Regions from separate parts of the Sus scrofa genome. Here region 1 is linked to region 2. A link is a contact called in public Hi-C data. All regions are on one chromosome and are shown on one strand. Each heading gives the region's core, a stretch centred on a gene start, on an enhancer-like site or on the middle of the called end of the contact. The rest is flanking DNA. Distances are from core to core; before and after follow the strand shown. Region 1 has its middle 26 kb from the start of SIPA1L2. Region 2 overlaps MAP10 (microtubule-associated protein 10).

Evidence for each region. A called contact is a pair of places that touch in the nucleus more often than the background predicts.
Region 1: a contact with region 2 is called in a Hi-C map of fibroblasts, with 2.5 times the contacts expected there. The contact joins two enhancer-like sites. A contact is called at or near these places in 3 of 47 Hi-C or Micro-C datasets (adipocytes, embryonic fibroblasts and fibroblasts).

What each region holds. Positions count from the first base shown.
Region 1 is chr14:58,087,943-58,093,897 of Sscrofa11.1, forward strand. No RefSeq gene overlaps it. Among named protein-coding and RNA genes, the nearest start is that of SIPA1L2, 26 kb to the right of the region's middle. Within about 2 kb of position 3,324, at least 4 of the 83 cell types and tissues checked have an H3K27ac peak or open chromatin away from gene starts, as enhancers often do. A contact at or near this core is called in embryonic fibroblasts, where this site is marked.
Region 2 is chr14:57,968,159-57,973,450 of Sscrofa11.1, forward strand. MAP10 (microtubule-associated protein 10) reads right to left here. Exons shown (of 2, transcript XM_005670971.3): 1 at 2,460-5,292; 2 at 1-2,457. The coding sequence starts at 4,164. The coding sequence ends at 1,472. Among named protein-coding and RNA genes, the nearest start is that of MAP10, 7.8 kb to the right of the region's middle. Within about 2 kb of position 3,908, at least 70 of the 83 cell types and tissues checked have an H3K27ac peak or open chromatin away from gene starts, as enhancers often do. A contact at or near this core is called in embryonic fibroblasts, where this site is marked.

The DNA.
Region 1 (5,955 bases), core at 2,074-4,573, 120 kb after region 2:
TAAGAGTCCGTGTTGAATCTGTTCTACTCAATCCATATTAACTATTTGACTTATATCCCAGAAAATCTCCCTTTGAAATCGTCTTGACGAAGAAAAAAAGGTCTGGTGAGTCACCAACACAGTTTTGTGAAGCACAAGCTTGGTCAGGCTAATCAAGTCCTTTTGACAATAATCAGCCAGAGAGGACCAGAAAAAAACCACAGGTGTCTTAGCTTCACAGAGACATTTATTCTGGACTAAAATAGCAGGAGGACATGAGCTAAGCTACGCAGCTATTATGTGACCCTACACATGATGAGAAATTCACATACAGAAGCGATATTTTCAAAACATTAATACTAACTTAAGATTGCATAACCACTGTTGTTCCAGGGTATGGGTTCTAGACTCAGTACTGTATAACCCCTGAAGGCAATGGGAGCATCTTTCATTAATTTTGTGGTTAATTCTGAGACAGATGAGACAGAGGTCTTGGAAGGCAGGAATTCAATATGTGCCTGGTACATTTGCAGCCTGAACAAAGGACAGCAAGGACAGAGGAAAATGCATAAGTACAGGACAAAACAATTATGTGCATTAATGGCAGGAAAATATCGAGAGGTTACTTGGACAAGGAGCTGACACTCTGTCAGCAAGTGTAAGAAGGCTGAGAGAATCACCTATAGGAACAAGACGTGCTGCATCCGAAGGAGAACTGTTCACATAGAATTCTGGGGCCAGGAGAAAATGAGCTTGGGAAACTGGAGGGAGCCTCATATATACCTACAGGCATGATTTTAAGAAACAGTATTCTGTCTCTAAAAGACATGTTTAAGGAGTGATGCTTCACAAAAACAAAGGCCATTAATTCCCTGGTAAATTTTCCATCTCAGATGAGAAGAAAGGAATAGAGCCTTAAACTCTGATGTGAAGGATGTGGGTATCATATATTAGAATGTTATCAAGAGCTTTCTAGTGTCGATTCTTCTCTGAATTGTTTAACTTAGTTCGTGAAAACTGAGATGTGATTCTGCTGAGAAGCTAGAGGGGTGGCTAAGATGATTTTCCATGGTCCTTTTTAGAGCAATGTTTGTGTATTATTTTCACAGGCTTTGGGACTTTTAATCCTCAAGACATCCCCATTATGTAGGGATTATTAATCTCTGGGTACCAATGTGGATACCAAGTCTCAGAGAGATTAAGTTCCATAATTTGGCCTTGAACACAAGTTTACTGACTGCAATTCTCATGCATTTTCCTTTCTATTCTTTCCTTTCTTTCTTTCTTCCTTCCTTCCTTCCTTCTCTCTCTCTTTCTCTTCTTTCTTTCTTTCTCTCTTTCTTTCTTTCTCTCTCTCTCTTTCTTTCTTTCTTTCTTTCTTTCTCTCTCTCTCTTTCTTCTTTCTCTCTTCTTTCTTTTTTCCACACCCCCAGCATGCAAAATTTCCTGGACCCAGGATCAAACCAGTGCCACAGCTGTGACAATGCCGGATCCTTAACCCCTGGGCCACCAGGGAACTCCTCACACATTTTCATTGCCTCCAGCTCTACAACCATGTGAAAATATATGTGTCTCGTTCTCTTTTTATAAGTAAAAAGTAAACTGTGATGCATTTCAAGGAAGAACTTGCCCCATTGATTTCTCTCTCTGAGGCAGGGATTGAGTATCAGGGGCAAGTGGGTAGCCATGTGTGGTTAAGTGGAAATGTGAGTGGCATGTGGGCTTTAGGGAATAGCCTCTTTCATTTGTCTGTTTGTTCTCCAGCACAATCCTTTCCTGGATCAATCATATTTTCTATTCTTGGAGGACACGCAGGGGTGAGGCACATACTGCCTGTACAATCTTAAGGGCTGTCATCACCTCCTCAATTTGTACTTTGGGGTTTTTTAAATTTTTGCATTTTTCTTCCTGTCTAAAACTTAATGATCCAGATTCTGTCCTAACTCTGGGGCACAGAGATGCTAAGTCTTGCCCTGCATATAACATGGCTGTGCAAACATTGCCATGTCCTATTTGCTTACTTGGAATTGATCAGAGGATATTCAAAGAGATTTTAAAATTGTCTCCACAATTAATTTATGTAGAATGCTAAGTCTTCCATTACATACTTTGGGGTGAAAACCAGTTTAAGAGGAGGTTTTCATTTTTGGCAGAGAGACACACAACTTGAAATGCAGTCTAGAGATTACAGGATGACAGAATGCCCATTGTGGCTCAGGGGATTAAGAACCCGACTAGTCCCCATGAAGATGCAAGTTCGATCCCTAGCCTTGCTCAGTGGGTTAGGGATTTGGCCTTGCCGCATGCTGCGGGGAGTTCACAGATGCGGCTCGGATCTGGTGTTGCTGTGGCTGTGGCATTGGCCTGAAGATTATATGATGGCCGTTTTCCAATCTCCATTGTGTAAGGGAATTTATTTTCCATGCATAGCTTTCCTTTCTGATACATATACTGCAAATATTCTAAATTAAAAATAGGCCCCTCTTTCAAAGTCATACCTTGCCTTATTCCTACTGATACAGAATCTCTCTGAATGCTTCTACTTTGCTGTTAGCCTGGCTGTGTAGTGCCCTCATCTGTGCCTGGAATATAGCCACTGTGAATGTTAATAGAGTCAGCCCTCCTTACCCTACCTGCGCATTCCACATCTGGGAATTCAACCAAATCTGGACGGAAAATGCAAGGGAAGGAAGAAAATCTAGGAAGTTCCAAAAGGCAACCCTCAAATCTGTCATTTGCTGGCAACTATTTTCACAGCCTTGTCATCATATTAGGTAGTATAAGTAATCCAGAGATGATTTAAAGGATGTGCGTGGATTATGCGCAAATTCTATGCCGTTTTATTATTCAAAAATTTTTTATTAAAGTATAGTTGATTTACAATGTTGTGTCAATCTCTGCCATACAGAAAAGTGACCCAATCATACATATATACATTCTTGTTCTCATGCTATCTTCCATCATGGTCTACCCCAAGAGATAGGAAATAGTTCCCTGTGCTGTACAACAGGGTCTCTTTGCTTATCCTTTCTGCATGTAACAGTTTGCATCTATGCACCCCAAACTCCCCATCCATCCCACTCCCTCCCCCTCTCCCTTATGCCATTTTATATTAGGAACTTGAGCATCCTTGGATTTTGGTATTCTGAGGACAGTGGGGTGGGAAGGTGGGTGGTGATTCCTGGAACACTGACAATTAATTCTGGGGAGTGAATGCCCACAGAAACGGACCCCAGCTCCTAGGTTCTGAGCAGTTTTTTGCCCTCTTTTCTCCCAGGACCATCCTCTATGCTGGATCTGGGTCTGGCCCCTTGTTAAGCACAGAGTTGCCTAGGAACTTAAAATTGGCAACTGACTCATTCCAGTATGATACATTGTGGCTGGGAGTTTATGGAGGAAAAAAGCCAACCAAGGATGACTTTGCTTTCTTGGATGTTTTCCAATTCTGAGAATCTACGATGCCTCACAGAATTTGTTAGGAACGGAAAAGTAATAAATTGAATACCTTCCTCCAATCATCCTCAGTTTGAGATCAGATAAGAGGCTATCTTCTTACTTTATCTTTAGGATTTCATTCCATAATAACATGCCTGTCTCTTGAGTGATGCCATAGTTCATTGGCCTGGAGGCAGCTGGCTCAATACCACCATTACATATTTATGTGGTTTTGTGGGGAAGTGAAGATCAATAGCGGTCTTTCCAGCCATGTGACCATAATGATGGGTTTCTTTTCCTGCTTTATTTATTATTTATTAAATACCTCCTTGCGAACGACACCGCCTGGATCTTGAATGTGATTGAATGAGAGGTCTGTGTGTGGGCCTAACCCAGTGTGGTGATCTCACTGTGAAACTTCAGATTCTATTGAAATGTGTTTAAAACGATAGAAGCTACGCCCCTGGAGAACATTTTTTCGCGGTCCCTGTCATGTTTCCAGATGACGATGAGATCCAAAGTCAATGCAGCACATCTGTCTATTCTTTGGGAAGGTACCACGTTTAATTAGAAACACTCAAGCTTTTCTAAAGTCATCATGGAAACGCACCCAAGCAGAGACATACCCAGTGAGCAAGACTGAGCTGAAGTGTGTCGTATTGTCCTTGGACCAACCTTATGCTCACTGCTGAACACTTGGACTCATTCAAGGTAGGGCTGTGCCCAGCTGGCATTTTCACCAGATGTTGGGGAAGGAAGACATGGGTGTGGCCTTACCTGTGAAGGTGGGAAGCCTAGAGACATCCCGAAAATACAAACTGTGACCTGGCCTCCGTCACTGGCAGTGTCCATCAGGATTGGAGACCCAGAGAGAGAAATGCAGGAACTGGAGAGTTTTCTGAATCAGCTCTGTCCCTTCCCAAGAGTAAATGGAAGAGGTTGACATGGGCAAAGGGCCACACGTGAAGTCAGTGTGAGGGAGGTGCGGCCTCATACAGTGGTCATCCTTTCACCTGTTGTTTGAGGGAAAGGAGGGGGCTTCTTCTTCTTTTATCACTTTAAGGCCACATCTATGGCATAGTGAAATTCCCAGGCTATGGGTTGAGTCGGAGCTGCAGCTGCCGGCCTACACCACAGCCATAGCCACAGCCACACCAGATCCAAGCCACATCCTCAACCTATACTGCAGCTCGTGGCAAGACCGGATCCTTAACCCATTGAGCAAGACCAGGGATTGAACCTGCATCATCATGGACACTCAACCTGCTGAGCTAAAGGAACTCTAGGAGGGAGCTTCTATTTGGTCCTTGCTGAGGTGAAGAAGCCATTCCTCCAACGGGAGCCTAAGGGGCACTTCCTCTCTAGGGCTGTGTGTGTAGATGTTTCATGAAGGGCTGAACTTAACAGCACACACGATCAGACCTCCAGGTCAGAGGAGACCTGCTTGGTTTATGTACATGTTGTGTTGGAGTTATGGGGAGGAGGAAAGGAAGGGAGGGGAAGACAGTGTGACAAGGATGAGCTCGTCAATCATTGAGAGCCCAAGTGGAGGTGAGTCCTGCTGATTCTGAATTTATTCTTCCCTGGTGATGGCCTTCCTGGTGACAGGGAGGCATCCAGCCTGCCTGCACTTCCCCATAGAGATAAAGCAGCCTTCCCTCCAGTGTCGCCTGAAGGTTCTCCCAGGTGCCTTTGTTGCCATGGTTGCTCCTGAGCACACGCAAAATTCTAAAAATAAATTCCAAGTGAAACTTTCCAGCTGCCTGGAAAAAGAGCGTTTTCTTCTCTTTGTACTTGCATCCAATTGGCTCACAGTTGATATGCTCTGAGAAGCTGGATCTAATACAGATGCCATGCCCAGAGTCAGCAGATGGGCTGGGGGTGGAGAGAAACCTTCTGGGTGAAAGATTGCCAGGGAAGTCAAGTGGCTGGGCTCCACGACCTTGCCTAACTGTGTGCCCCTGGGCAAATCATGTCATTTCTCAGGGTCTCAATTTCTTTAACTGCAAAAGGCAAAGAGCCTAAAAGGAGCATTTTAACTTTAAGAATGCGCTAGTGCTTTCTGATTTTTTTGTTTAAAATATTTCCATGTGCTAGATCTGACTCCTTCATCAACCATGTAAGCTTTGGTAGCTGATTGTCATTTGCTAAATTCTTATCAAACGGAACTTAAAAAGTATACTTCACGTGACGTGATGTTAGAATTCATAAGACAAAAATTACACACGGACACCTAGGCTCTGGTCTGCATTTCTGTATCATTGTAAATTTTCTTTTCATTCATTCACCTTTTCTTCATTCAACAAATCATGCTGTGTTCTCACTGGGCATTGGGCTTTTATTCAGGTGGCACTGAGCTCAGTGCTATTAAGAAAAGGAAGTGCCGGAAAGCCTTAGGTATCAAATTAAAAGAACATAGAATTAGGAATGAGGTGAAATTAGCATAATAAGGATAACATATAAACATAAAACACGCAGACATTTTCTAATCATAAAAGATGTCTGTGTTAACTCTTAGCTGGAAAATCTCTAATAGTGTTT
Region 2 (5,292 bases), core at 2,658-5,157:
TTCTTTTATCCATACTTTTCCTCGAAATACAGTATCTTCATCTTTTAACATCTATATAAATTCCATCTACTATTATGATCATTCAAAAGACAACACATAATTATTTAATTTTTTTAAAGGAACAAAAATTAGGGCCTTGCCTCCTACATCCCAAAATATTATATTTTAAAAATTAATGTAAACATTAAAATGTAACACAGATAGAAGAAAACATATGTAAATATCTGAACACAGAATAAGGTTTAAGTATAAAATCACTGGAAAAAACCATAAAGAAATGATCACTAGACTTCATACAAACTTTCATATGTTAAAAATAACTATGGACCAAGCTGAAATGACAATAAACTGGATTTCTACATATGAAACTGTATAGGAAGACAACTTTTTTGGCTCCCTTTTCCAAATAGTTCAGAGAATACCTAAAGGATGTTAATATCTAGCAAAACAAAAATATTATAGTCAAATAACCATGTCTCCAATAAGGATAGTCTTAGTTTTTCCTTGTTTTTACTGCTTAATTCTAATCCCTTTCATTAGGTATTTTATTTTTTTATTACTTTTTAACTTTATTTTTTACTCAATGAATTTATTACATTTATAGCTGTACAATGATCATCACAATCCAATTTTATAGGATTTCCATCCCACAACCCCAGCTCATTAGGTATTTTAAAGAATTATCTTTCTGATGATTCCGATATTGCTTATATTTTGTTTCCTCCATAATAATGAAAACTTGCTTACAATAAATGGTCACCATTTATTTGTTCAACAAGTGCTTTTACTGCACCCCAGCCAGAGACTATGCCAGATACTAAGACCATATTGGTGGACAAAACAGAAATGGTCCCTTCCATTACATAACTTACAACATATTATGAAATAAACATTAATCACACACAGAAACTGTGGTATAAAAAATATGAAGCACAACAGCATATACAAAGGACTTCACCTGCTGGAGATATGGAATGTGTATGTGTCCAGGAAGACTTCTTAAAAATTAACATCTATATAAAACTGTAAGCTCTCAAAACTGCAGGGGCTATATCCTAAATTTTTTGTACCTTTCTGCATCTCATACAGTAAGTCTTTTATATTCACTAAATGATTTATTCCCATTAAAATGTGAGGCTATCCTTATTAACCAGCCTTTTCTCAATGCTGTGCATGAAGTCAGCTTTAGGATGACTGATATTTTGGCATACTTTAATAGAGACAGTTTAGGAAGATACTTTTATCTTATAAAACAACTTACCTAGGTTATAAGGTGATCACATGATCTTTGTCAGATTCAGTGGTAGAATCCTATTTACCCACCAAAGGAATGACAAACATTTACATTCTGAAAAAGAATTAGTCACATAAATTTATGTACTAAAAATAATGTAGAGCTATTAAAAACTGTTTCACTAACAGTACACACAGTTTATAAAAAATTAAATGTTATTTAAAAGCACATACAGGATTACACTGTATATCCTGGAAGTTTATTTACTACTAATTCACAAATATCTTTGCATTGCTTGGAAATGTTTAGTGGACCAATGTCATCGCTGTCTTCTTCAAAGTGATGTGATGTACTGCTATCCAGGACATTAAGTTCTAGTTCTGACAAATTAGACGGCAGATAAGAACTCACTTGAGATGTCCGAGGTGACTGGCTTTTTTCTGAGGACTTGCAACCAGTTCTTGTTTTAAGTTCAGTAGAGCTGCCTTGATCCCTTTTTATAACTTTGTGCATAAATGTCTGGTTTTCTTTTTCCTCAGTCCAAAGTGATGAAGAGAAATCACTAGTAGAGATACGAGATGCTTCCTCCAAACTTTTATCTTCAGTCTTTGCAAAGTGAAATCTTTTATTTGAGAGTAATGGTGATCCAGCTGAAAAAGGTGGGCTAAGAATAGAACTCTGTTCACTGCTATTTTTCCTCATGGACAATCTTGTTTCACTCGACTTACTTGTATGTTGACTATGCTTTGGATTTTCTGTCCCTGGACTGTTATCACGAGCTTGTAAAATTCTGTTGCTGTCTTCAGAACAGCAAGGGCTGGTGAAGTCATCTGAATACTTCATCTCTGAGATGCTTTCACAGCAACTACTTTTACTTGGATTCTTTTCACTCATATATGCATCAGCAGTAGGAATGTCATTATCAATGGTTCTGACCTGCTTATCACCTAGCTCTTCACCTACTATAGTTCTGTCAACAAGTGCAACCTCTTGGAAAACACCCAAACTGTGGACTTTCACTTCCCCTTTCAGAATGTCTGCATGAACAAATTTTTCTGAGACAATCGAATTTGAAGAATCCACAATTTCTTCCAATAAATCATCACTGGTTCTATTTTCACCACAATCAACTGTCTTTTCAGTTGCACATTTCAGCTGAGTTTCTTGAGTTGTGCTGGAGTGATCCAAAACTACACTAATTTGCTTTGAGGTATCACTATTTCAGCAAAAAATGCATCTGATTCATTCTTATCTTTAGGCAGTTGATGTTGTTCTGCAAAACTGAATACCTTAACTTTGGATGATGGAATTCTGAGTTTTGCATCTAACATCTGGGCTTGCATTTTTCTATACTGTTCTCTCTTTTCGTGTACTGCCAACATACCAGGGTTTGTTTGCTTTAAACGTAGTTTAAGTGTATTTGTTAAGCCATAAAGTAGCTTTCCCTTTGGAACTCTTTTTGGGAGGGCACCACCTTTCTTTTCAAAATGTTTACCTTTCTTGAGATTTTCAGTTTGGCTCCTTCTATACTGAAGACTCACTGTCTTTTCCTTTTCCCCCCGAAAAAGCTCATCCTTCTTTGATTCGGATTTACATGTGGATTTGGCAGAAAATTCTGGCGACCTCTTATCCTCAGTTCTATATAACCAGGCTAAGTGAGGGTGTATATGAGAAGGGCTTGCCATGGGTTGGCTGTATAACAGGGACAACTCAACCAACAAAGCATTTAACAAAGGCAGCTGCCTTATAGTATTAATTCTATTTTGTTCACTCTGAGGAGGGTATGTAGTTTGGTTACTGGCTCCTGTATCCTGAACATGTGGAAGATTTATAAGCCCAGGAGGCCTCTCCTGCGTTGCAGAATTTGTATGTTCTGAAGGATTGGTATGTGCTGGGGGATTTACAAGTTTTTCTTCAGGAAAAGTACCATCCAGTTCCTCAGATGCGTTCATTTGAGACTCAATAGTAATTTTACCCTGTTTAGGAGGTGTCTTTTCTTGGGTCAGATGAGTGTAATACAGAGGAGGAGGGCAAATTATGTTGGTTTCCATGTCCAACTCTGTCTCTTCCTGATCTGGGGGGCTAACGCGCCTCTCACTGCTAGCATTTGAACAAATAAGAGAGTTGGTTTTGCCATTCTCCACAGAACCTGTGTTACCAGACTTGGCCTTACTGTGGTCCTTCAAATCCTTCTGTGCTGTTGAGATGTTCACATCCACCAGAGGCTTATCAGCATCTCCTGGGTGTGGCTCTGAGTTCAGCTGCTTCGGCTGCTGTTTCTCCTGCAAGGTCTGGGAACTGACCTCTACTGCCACTCCGACTCCCGTGGAAGTGACTGGCTGCTCCAGATGACCCAACAAGCTGCTTCCCAGATCAGTCAGACGGTAGCCCAGGGCAATGTCCCCAATCCGCTCCCCCTCTTGGTTATGCAGAGGGAAGCTTCCCCGATAACCCTGGGAGCAGCCGGAGGCGGCGGGCCCCAGGACCCTGCGGGCTGCAGCGGCCAGAGAGATGCTGCAGGCCCCCAGGAGCAGCGGGGCAGGAGTCGGGCGCCCAGGGCGGAGCTGCAGCAGCAAGGTGTAAAGCGGCGTCTGAAGAAGCAGGCGGTGCAGGGTGGCGGGGTGCAGGCGGAAGAGACAGGATTTGCCGCGACCGAAGCTGACCAGGCCCGGTCGAGGTTCGGGAGCGGGGGAGGCGGGGCCGCCGGGAGGGTAAACCAGCAGCGTGGGGAAGTCCAGCAGGCGGAAGGCCACGGCGAGACACAGACCGCGCGAGCGCCGCGGCTGCGATGCCTCTTCTGCCTCCGCCTCCTCTTTCTCCTCCTGCTCCTCCAGCGCGACTACGGGCTGCAGAAGCAGCCCGGGTTCAAGGCGTACCCAATCGACGAGCAGTTCCAGCGAAAACAACCGCTCAGACAACTCGGCCGCCATTGCTGTTGACCCAGGAGATGCTGCAAGCTGCAAGCTGGTGCTTAGTTCTCGCGAGAAACAGGAAGAACCCGATGTTTCTCTTGTTCTCTCGCGAACTTGAAAAGATGCCGCTGCTTGTCAGAGCTGAGATTGCTCTGGGAACTTGCCGTGCTCAAGGTATAGTTTTGCTTTCTAGGCTATGTTAGCACAATGCTTAGGATAATGTTGAGGCCATAGAATGACAAAAGTAAAAAAGAAAGTCATTTTTTGGTTTCGATCACATTTTATCACTGCTAGTCCCACTCAATCTTGGAGGCAGGTCAAATCTGTCAGAGGAATAGTGAAAGTAAATCAGGGCTCCCTTTCCAAACTCCCGAGTAAGGAAAGCCAGTTGACTGCCCACAGTCGGCCTTCTCTGCTGCTGCTCTACCCAGAAGGTGATGACAGTGCTCTGAAGCGGCCCAGGAGCCTCTCTGAGTGTGGTAGTAGAGGGACACACACAGTGTGGCCACATTTCCAGCTGAGCTGTCGTGGTATAAGAGTTATGTTAATAATTCCAGTTCAACAAAACTAGTTTCTCTACACAAACACGGGTGGGAGAGTCTCACTGCACTGTCCCAGATTTTCAAGGAGACATAGTTCTAACCTCAGTAAGCTAGCCAGCCAGGTGGAAACAAGTCTGATAGATGGAAAGTAGTGAATGCCATAGCAAGGAATTAGGACTTCTTTATAAGTTGTTTTCAGTGAATACCTGTGATTATATTGATGTTTGGAAACGTAGCAGCACAAAGGTTGGATTCAACTAATAAGACATTGAATTCAGAGCATTCTTTTTAGAAGGCTATTGCCATGGTCTGAGTGAGAGATCATTGTGGCTGAATGTGGTTAGGGTCAGTGGAGTTGAAATAGAAGTGACAGTCACAAGAGGCCTTTGTAATAGCAGAGTTTAGAATTTGGTGACCATGGGAGAGAAGTTTATGGGTGAAAATTTTCTGCTACTGAGGGAGAAAAAAATTGAGTTGGCACAGATTTGATTTTTAAAAGTTACTTTGGGTTTAGGGCATATGTAAAGTTTGAGATGCCTGCTAGACATTATGTGATATGTCCGACTTTAGACAGCTTTATAATTTATCATTGTTATACTGCATT